2 separate regions of the Salmo salar genome follow, and region 2 is linked to region 1. A link is a contact called in public Hi-C data. All regions are on one chromosome and are shown on one strand. Each heading gives the region's core, a stretch centred on a gene start, on an enhancer-like site or on the middle of the called end of the contact. The rest is flanking DNA. Distances are from core to core; before and after follow the strand shown. Region 1 has its middle 20 kb from the start of LOC106589511. Region 2 has its middle 64 kb from the start of LOC106589513.

Region 1 (3,802 bases), core at 636-3,135:
AAACGACATTCTCCTCACATGACCTATTCCACTACACCACTCAGATACTAGAGGACACGGCGGAGAGAGAAGGAGATCGAGAGACAAAGAGGGAGAGAGAAGGCGAGATAAGTAGGAGGGGTAAGTAGAGGGGGGATGGAAAAATTAGAGGTGGAGAGAGGGAGCAGGGGGTTGAAAGGGGTAATGATGGGGAGGATGGCAGAGGAAGGGGGAGAGATGGGGGAGAGGGGTGAGGACGTGAGTGTCGGTGACCCCGAGGCACATAGCTGCATGCAGACTCCTGTAGCTGAACACGGGCCAGGAAAACTATCAGGGTACACCATGTTCTCCCCCCTGACACACACACACACACACACACACACACACACACACACACACACACACACACACACACACACACACACACACACACACACACACACACACACACACACACACACACACACACACACACACACACACACACACACACACACACACACACACACACACACACACATCAGTGCAGATGATTTGGATGACTCACTCATCCCTCTCTCCTGCCCTTCTATTTTGGGATTTATCTCTAGGCTTTCAGTCAAACATTAAAATTGGGAAGAGGAGAGGAGTGGAGAGGTACAGAGATGGAGAGATTACTGAGCGTACACAGGGAAAATAGGCATTTTACTCAACCAGCTGTCATCAGAGTGTTCAATCCAGTGATTACGTCACTTGTTTGGCACAAAGCACTTCATGACAATGCTACTTGGTTTAGATATTTGTCTGGCTTTTTTTGTGTGCTTATATTGGATGCATAGTTATCATAAAAATGATTAGTTCTACTGTTTGTGTCACCAGGGGATTGTGACATACTGGTATATACACACGATTTGTCATATAAGCACAAATGTAGGATCTTAATTCAATAACCTTGTTGCAAGAGAACATTCCTGCATTGTAGGACATTTAAAACTTGTAGTGTATTTGAGGTTTAAAAATGCTTCTGAAGTTAGTCATTTCCACTTTGAAAATTCAGACTTGAAATGTATCAACCCCTACAAAAATGTCCATTAAGTATAATCCACATAACAATTCACATTTCCTGTTGAGGCAGGATTACTTTCCTGCTGTAGCAAACTGGCTCAAATTAAGATCCTACGTCTGTATATGAAACATGTTCTGCAAGTTTCTTGTAACTTGGCTGTGGTCAGAAGTTTTTAAATGATGACTAGCAACATATCAAAATGATAATATGTTCTTTTTTTCTTTATGCGTGTCTGCATGCTTTGTCTCTCCTGACACAGTGAGAATTTGATTATTTATCTGGTGCAAAACCAGTCGACAAAAAAAAGAAGCTGTTTTCTAAATAAGACCCAATGTTGATCTCCACAGCACTCAAACAATCTAAATGACCTTACACAATTTCACAACTTCAGTCTAAATTACACTGAGTTCAAACATGTATGCACTTTGACTTAATATAACAGCAATAAATGTATACGACACAGATAAGTTGTCGGTTTTAATGTAGTATATGACACTATCATTTCAACACAGTTGTAGAGAATGAGAGACAGAGATCATAATGAATGCTGAGTCAGTGATGTTCACATTCTTATAGAAGATATCCTCTGTGGTGTCAGTGGCCAGTCAGACTGAACAGCAGCCATGGCTAACCACGCTCAGCTTAGCTCATTAACCCATACAGATTACTGACTATATACAACTCACTGATCTACCTCACAGCCACTCTCGCTCTCTCTCTCTGTCTCTCCATCTGAGTGTGTGTTTCACTCTCTGCTTTTTCTTGCCATTCAACGTCACTGGTTACCGTGACGAGCACAGTGCTGACATCACAGACATTACGCAATCTCATCAACAACTCCAGGAGGAGTGTTGCCTTTTATAGAACCCCTCCAGAAATGTAGGGTCAAATCAGGCTTCATTTCCAGTTCCCGCAATGGATAAGGCTGTGCGTGTGTGTCCTTGTATGTGTCTGTGTGTGTTTGCGTACGCGTGTGTGTGTGTGTGTGCGCGTGTGTTTGATATTAACGCTTGACTGAGCTTGTATTGTGTGGTGATATAATTAGCCAGTGTTTCCTCAAGACAGAGTCTGTACTCTGTAGTGACCTATGGCCACCTTCTGTACAGAGTAAAGCAAAGGAGATGGTATACAACAGAACACTACACTGACACACACTTAATCTTCCACTCACAGTGGTGAAATGGAGTCTCAGGCTACAGTACGGTATATAAACATACAGTATGTGAAGCATATGGGAGCTGTAGCATCAAAGAGAAAGATGCATAGTTCCGCACCGGTGTACTGCGTCGGTAAACTATGTTGTTACCATCCACAGTTTGTGCTGGTAAGTGGTATTGCGGTAAAGCCATGCTATAAATTGGACTATAAGAAATACATAAAGTTGCACTACAGAAACACAGAGTCCTTGGCTGTAATTATCAGACAGTTTAATCAATACAGTGAACGCCACTGATACTTCCATCTTGTTTGGGCGAATTAACCATGGAACCCTGGGCTCAGCAGAACGGAAATACGATTTATGGAAAGATTGTGTGTTTATAGTTGATTGACTCTACTTGTTTTTCAGCTGGGCTGGAATCCCATTTCACTAAATGAGCTACACTGAAAGAATTCAAAGACAATCTTTTCAGGCTTGTAAACCATATAGAAACCAATCTGCCTGAGGGAGAATTATGTGGAGTTTGTGTCTTTAGAGGTGTATGGTTGTTACTGACACAATCATGGCCATACCCTAGACCAGTCTACTGCAGCTACTTCTTATTTTACCCCTGTCATGTGATGATGCAGTGAAGTGGTGTCTTAGGTTCTTTTTTCCAGGGAGAGAAAGAGAGAGAGAGAGAGAGAGACACAGAAACAGAGAGGGGAGGGTTTGAGAGAGAGAGAGCGAGCGAGCGAGAGAGAGAGAGAGAGAGAGAGAGAGAGAGAGAAGAGAGAGAGAGAGAGAGAGAGAGAGAGAGAGAGAGAGTTGATGTAAAACTGAAGGGAGAGCAGAGGGTGATTCATGGACATCTCTGGTCAACAACAGCAACTCTATTTCTGTACCTCTCTCACATTAACATGCACACACGCACGCACACACACACACACACACACACACACACACACACACACACACACACACACACACACACACACACACACACACACACACACACACACACACACACACACACACACACACACACACACACACACACAAGAGAGAACAAGCACACATCTCACACATTTACAGCTGCTGTGGTGCCAGTGAAGAGCTGATGCCCCATGCCAGGGAGATCACTCTAGTCCTTCCAGGTTCCAACAACGTCTAGAATTGCATTTAAAACCGGCACTCGGGTCAAGGGTGAGCTTCATTACCTTCAACTAGGTCGGCGGCTTGCTAGGGCGTTTTGGCCAAGCAGGCAGGTCCACGCAACCACCATTTCAAACTCCTCACACATGACATGCGGACCACAAACTGAGCCTCAGGAGGGGGGATTGTGTGAGGGGTTAGAAGGGACATCTTCAAATGTTCGCAGAGGAACTCAACAACAGTAATCCAGTGTACCCCTGATCCATCAGAGTAGGAAGACAAACTCCATATTTACTCTCTCCTCTTTATCTCTTTATCTCTCTCTATATTTCTCTCTTTCCCTCTCTCTCTTTCTGATCTTCCTCGCTCTCTCCTCTCACACCTTGCCCCAATAGACATATGGCTATATACAGTATGACTGTCTATATTTACCAGAATATATATTTTCAGGATTTTGCTGCCATTTCTCGGTGTCCGTTACCTCA
Region 2 (3,802 bases), core at 702-3,201, 100 kb after region 1:
TTATAACATTTTTGACATGCGTTTTTCTGGATTTTTTTGTTGTTATTCTGTCTCTCACTGTTCAAATAAACCTACCATTAAAATTATAGACTGATCAATTCTTTATCAGTGGGCAAACGTACAAAATCAGCAGGGGATCAAATACTTTTCCCCTCACTGTATACACTCCCTTCGCAACCCTAGTTGCTGATGAAGACCGGTATTTCTGTAAATATCGGCTGGTGAGGCTATAAATCAGTTGTGTTAATGGGTCTGATCAGCGAGAGAGAGAGCGGAAGACATACATAACATACAGTGACATAAGCTTGTTAGTGTAGAGGCTTCCCTTTCTGTATGGGAACATATGGTCCCATTGAGGATCAATGGCATATATAGGCCAGTCTTAGCACAGAGTCTAACACGGCTAATCGGCTAACTTTCTAAGATGTCCTCGCTGCAACAGGCACACACACATGCATACACAGAGAATAAATCTGCTACACACACACACACACACACACACACACACACACACACACACACACACACACACACACACACACACACACGCACACATGCACCTATATCAATGGCAGATATAGACCAGTCTTAGCCTAGTAGCTAATCTTCTTTCTAAGATGTTCTCTCTGTTACACACACACACACACACACACACACACACACACACACACACACACACACACACACACACACACACACACACACACACACACACACACACACACACACACACACACACACACACACACACACACACTAAACTGACCCCAATCCTCCTGCTCTGGGCCGATGGGTCAGTGAACACTCTAACAGTGTGTAAATTTGTGCGTGCGTCTATTTTCAGTAATGTCTGGCACATTAGTACAACTATTAATACAGCAGCCAATATTTTCCTCTTGCTGCAAATCCATATGGCCAATATACCACGGCTAAGGGCTGTTTTTATGCACGACGCGAAGCAGAGTGCCTGACTACAGCCCTTAGCCGTGGTATATTGGCCATATACCAAAAAACCCTGAGGTGTCTTATTGCATTTCTTGGAGATTGCATTTCTAAATTGCAACCTTGTCACTTAGGTTGGAGAGGCAGACAGCAAGGTTCATACGAACCTCTTGCTTTTTAAGTATTTGTCCAGTAGGTTTCCTCAGGAGTGGGTGGGTCAAACAGGAGTGGGTCAAACTCCAGGATCACGTTTCTCTAGCCCCTTCTCCCACTCCATCTCTCTCTTTTTCTCTTTCTCTCTCTCTCTCTCTCTCTCTCTCTCTCCAGTGATCTCTGCAGCATCAGAAGACTCCTCTGGATTCTTACCAACGCAGGAATGTGGCAGCACCTATAGTCAGTTCTAACCTCATCCTTCAATGACTCTCTTCTCTCTGGCCCCCTGTATTCCTATAGGCCTAATCACTTCCTCAATCTCTCCACAACCTCCCTCCCTCCTTCCTTCGATTCCTCTACCCCTCCTCTCCTACCTTCATCACTCTTTCTCTCTCTGGGAAAGGTGAAGAGCAGACAGAAGTGGCTTAGGGAGAACCTGATCAGGAGAGAGAGAGTTACTCCTCACTATTCCTTACTCTGCCTACTTGTGGGGGTCAGGACCTCAGGCCTGTTAGAGGGACTAGCAGCCTTTGACTCGGAAACAGCCATCACTGTCAGTGTTGCTCCTAACCATGCCTACCTACTCCGATGTGGTTGAATATACAGTTGTTGGTTGATGGTGGTTGGTTGATCAAAAGCATCTTATTCACACACGGGTATCATTATCAAACGGTGACCATCTGGCTACTTTTAGGGTTTCGATGGTATTTTTTGGATGGTTTGTATTCTGTTATGAACCATTACCCCCAGCAGTAAACGTAGTTTGAAATTCTACTACATATCACCATGAGTGTGCTAAATGCCTCGCTATCTGTGCTCACTGGTTCATTTTAGGAAGTAAACAACTTTCACAACACTGTCTGGGGAAATCCCATGAAGAAAGTTTCAAGGAGTCTTGGTTCACTTTCGGTAAACCTTGTTGTGTTAATAGGCTTAATATGTTGTTCTAACTCACTATGGGTTGCATGTTTCCTCACAATATTGTTTTGAACATTAGTTTTAGGACTGAGCATTCTACTCAATGCCTTCTCAATGAGCACTGATGAAGATTTCATAAAAAGTGCAACACAGTGGCTTGGACATTTCAAAAGGAGGCTAATAATTAGTAAGAAAAACCTTTTGTCATCATTTTGATGTCGCCAGATTGACATTAGATGCAGTATAACGTTAGCTAGCTGGCTAAGATTGAGAGGAGACCACTGGATTTAGCATGGTTAACTATTTTTGATTAACTTTGCTAGCTAATGTCAACATTGCCATTTGTCTAACGTAAATTTGACCACATGATAATGATGGCAAAGTTGTTTCTTACTAAATATTTGCCTACTTTAGCAATGTCATGGTTATTCCAGTCCACTATAGTGTAAATCAGACGAAACAGTCATTAGCCTGCCTTCACAGAATGACTGGGTTTATCACATAGAGATAGAGGACTCATCTTTATATCAGTGCCGTTATAGCATCTGTGACAGCACAGGCATCACCACTGAGGCTACAATCCATAGGAATCCCCACCCAGTTGACGTCTTTGATTACTTTAAAATGACAGAAGCATAGTGGGAGCCCTCAATGGTGCTGCCCATGCTAAAACTGCCAAGAGGCCTCTATCATTCAAATCAAATCAAATCCAACTTTGTCGCATGCGCCGAATACAACAAGTGTAGACCTTACCATGAAATGCTTACTTACAAGCCCTTACTTACAAACAGTGCAGTTCAAGAAAGAGTTAAGAAAATAATTATCAAATTAACGAAAGTTTAAAAAAATGATAAAAAGTGACACAATAAAGTAACATTAAAGAGGCTACATACATTCTCTGTGGTTATCACGACTTTTGGGCACCACAATGGCAGAGGGCAGCTGGAGAACGTTCATAACAACGGCATGACGCTACCGAGTGACGGAGGTGTGTTTCTCTGTAATCGTGAGGTCATTGCAAACCCTAGATTTGCTATCTAATGGTCAATGAGAGGCTTTGAAGCCACCGGCTGCCATATTGGTACTCCTCAGAAGGAGCAGTACTCCATAGTAATGAATGGAATATTACATTATTTCAATAAAATGTTTCAATGACAAAATTACATGTATTTAAGTATGTATTTGTTTTAGTGGGGCAGTAGCATTGGTACTCTACAAAAATACTTTAAGGAATATGTTTTATATATTTGTTGATGTTCAGTTCACATTATATAATTTAAAAGTAAGCATTTAGTGGTAATAGGATATACTTGTCAAAAACGAATGTAGACATTAATAAATTCAATTATATAGCTACCAAAATCTTATTTATTTATTTATTGTTTACTATGGAGGAATACCAAAATATACATATATTGGGTCATTGTGACTCAGCAGCACAAGTGGCAAAGCATTCTGAACATTTATTCTCAACTTTTGAAAGAGCTGTTCTGGAACATTTTCTCCTCAAGCGTAATTGTTTGCATGGATTAAATTACATGAAATCGAAGCAATTTATCTTCAAGCTTCCTTATCTGATCATTGAATTTATGCAGATTATGTTTTCATGCTAATTTCCCCTAGTTATATGCTACTGAAAATAGTAGCTGCACGCATGAAAAACACAAAAACAAACATACCTAAAGTTCTATTATGAATAGTATCTAGCTTCTAGTCTCATTCAATGGTCCTTGTGGTACCTAGAGATCTAAGCAAATTCTTTCCATGATACCTTTTTTACAAATCCCTT

What was found. Hi-C and Micro-C count contacts between places; a contact is called where the count stands out from the background.
Region 2: a contact with region 1 is called in a Hi-C map of muscle, with 5 times the contacts expected there. The contact joins two enhancer-like sites. A contact is called at or near these places in 2 of 3 Hi-C or Micro-C datasets (gill and muscle).

The regions. Positions count from the first base shown.
Region 1 is chrssa28:13,296,381-13,300,182 of Ssal_v3.1, forward strand. No RefSeq gene overlaps it. Among protein-coding and RNA genes, the nearest start is that of LOC106589511, 20 kb to the left of the region's middle. Within about 2 kb of position 1,886, at least 2 of the 13 cell types and tissues checked have an H3K27ac peak or open chromatin away from gene starts, as enhancers often do. A contact at or near this core is called in muscle, where this site is marked.
Region 2 is chrssa28:13,400,915-13,404,716 of Ssal_v3.1, forward strand. No RefSeq gene overlaps it. Among protein-coding and RNA genes, the nearest start is that of LOC106589513, 64 kb to the right of the region's middle. Within about 2 kb of position 1,952, at least 3 of the 13 cell types and tissues checked have an H3K27ac peak or open chromatin away from gene starts, as enhancers often do. A contact at or near this core is called in muscle, where this site is marked.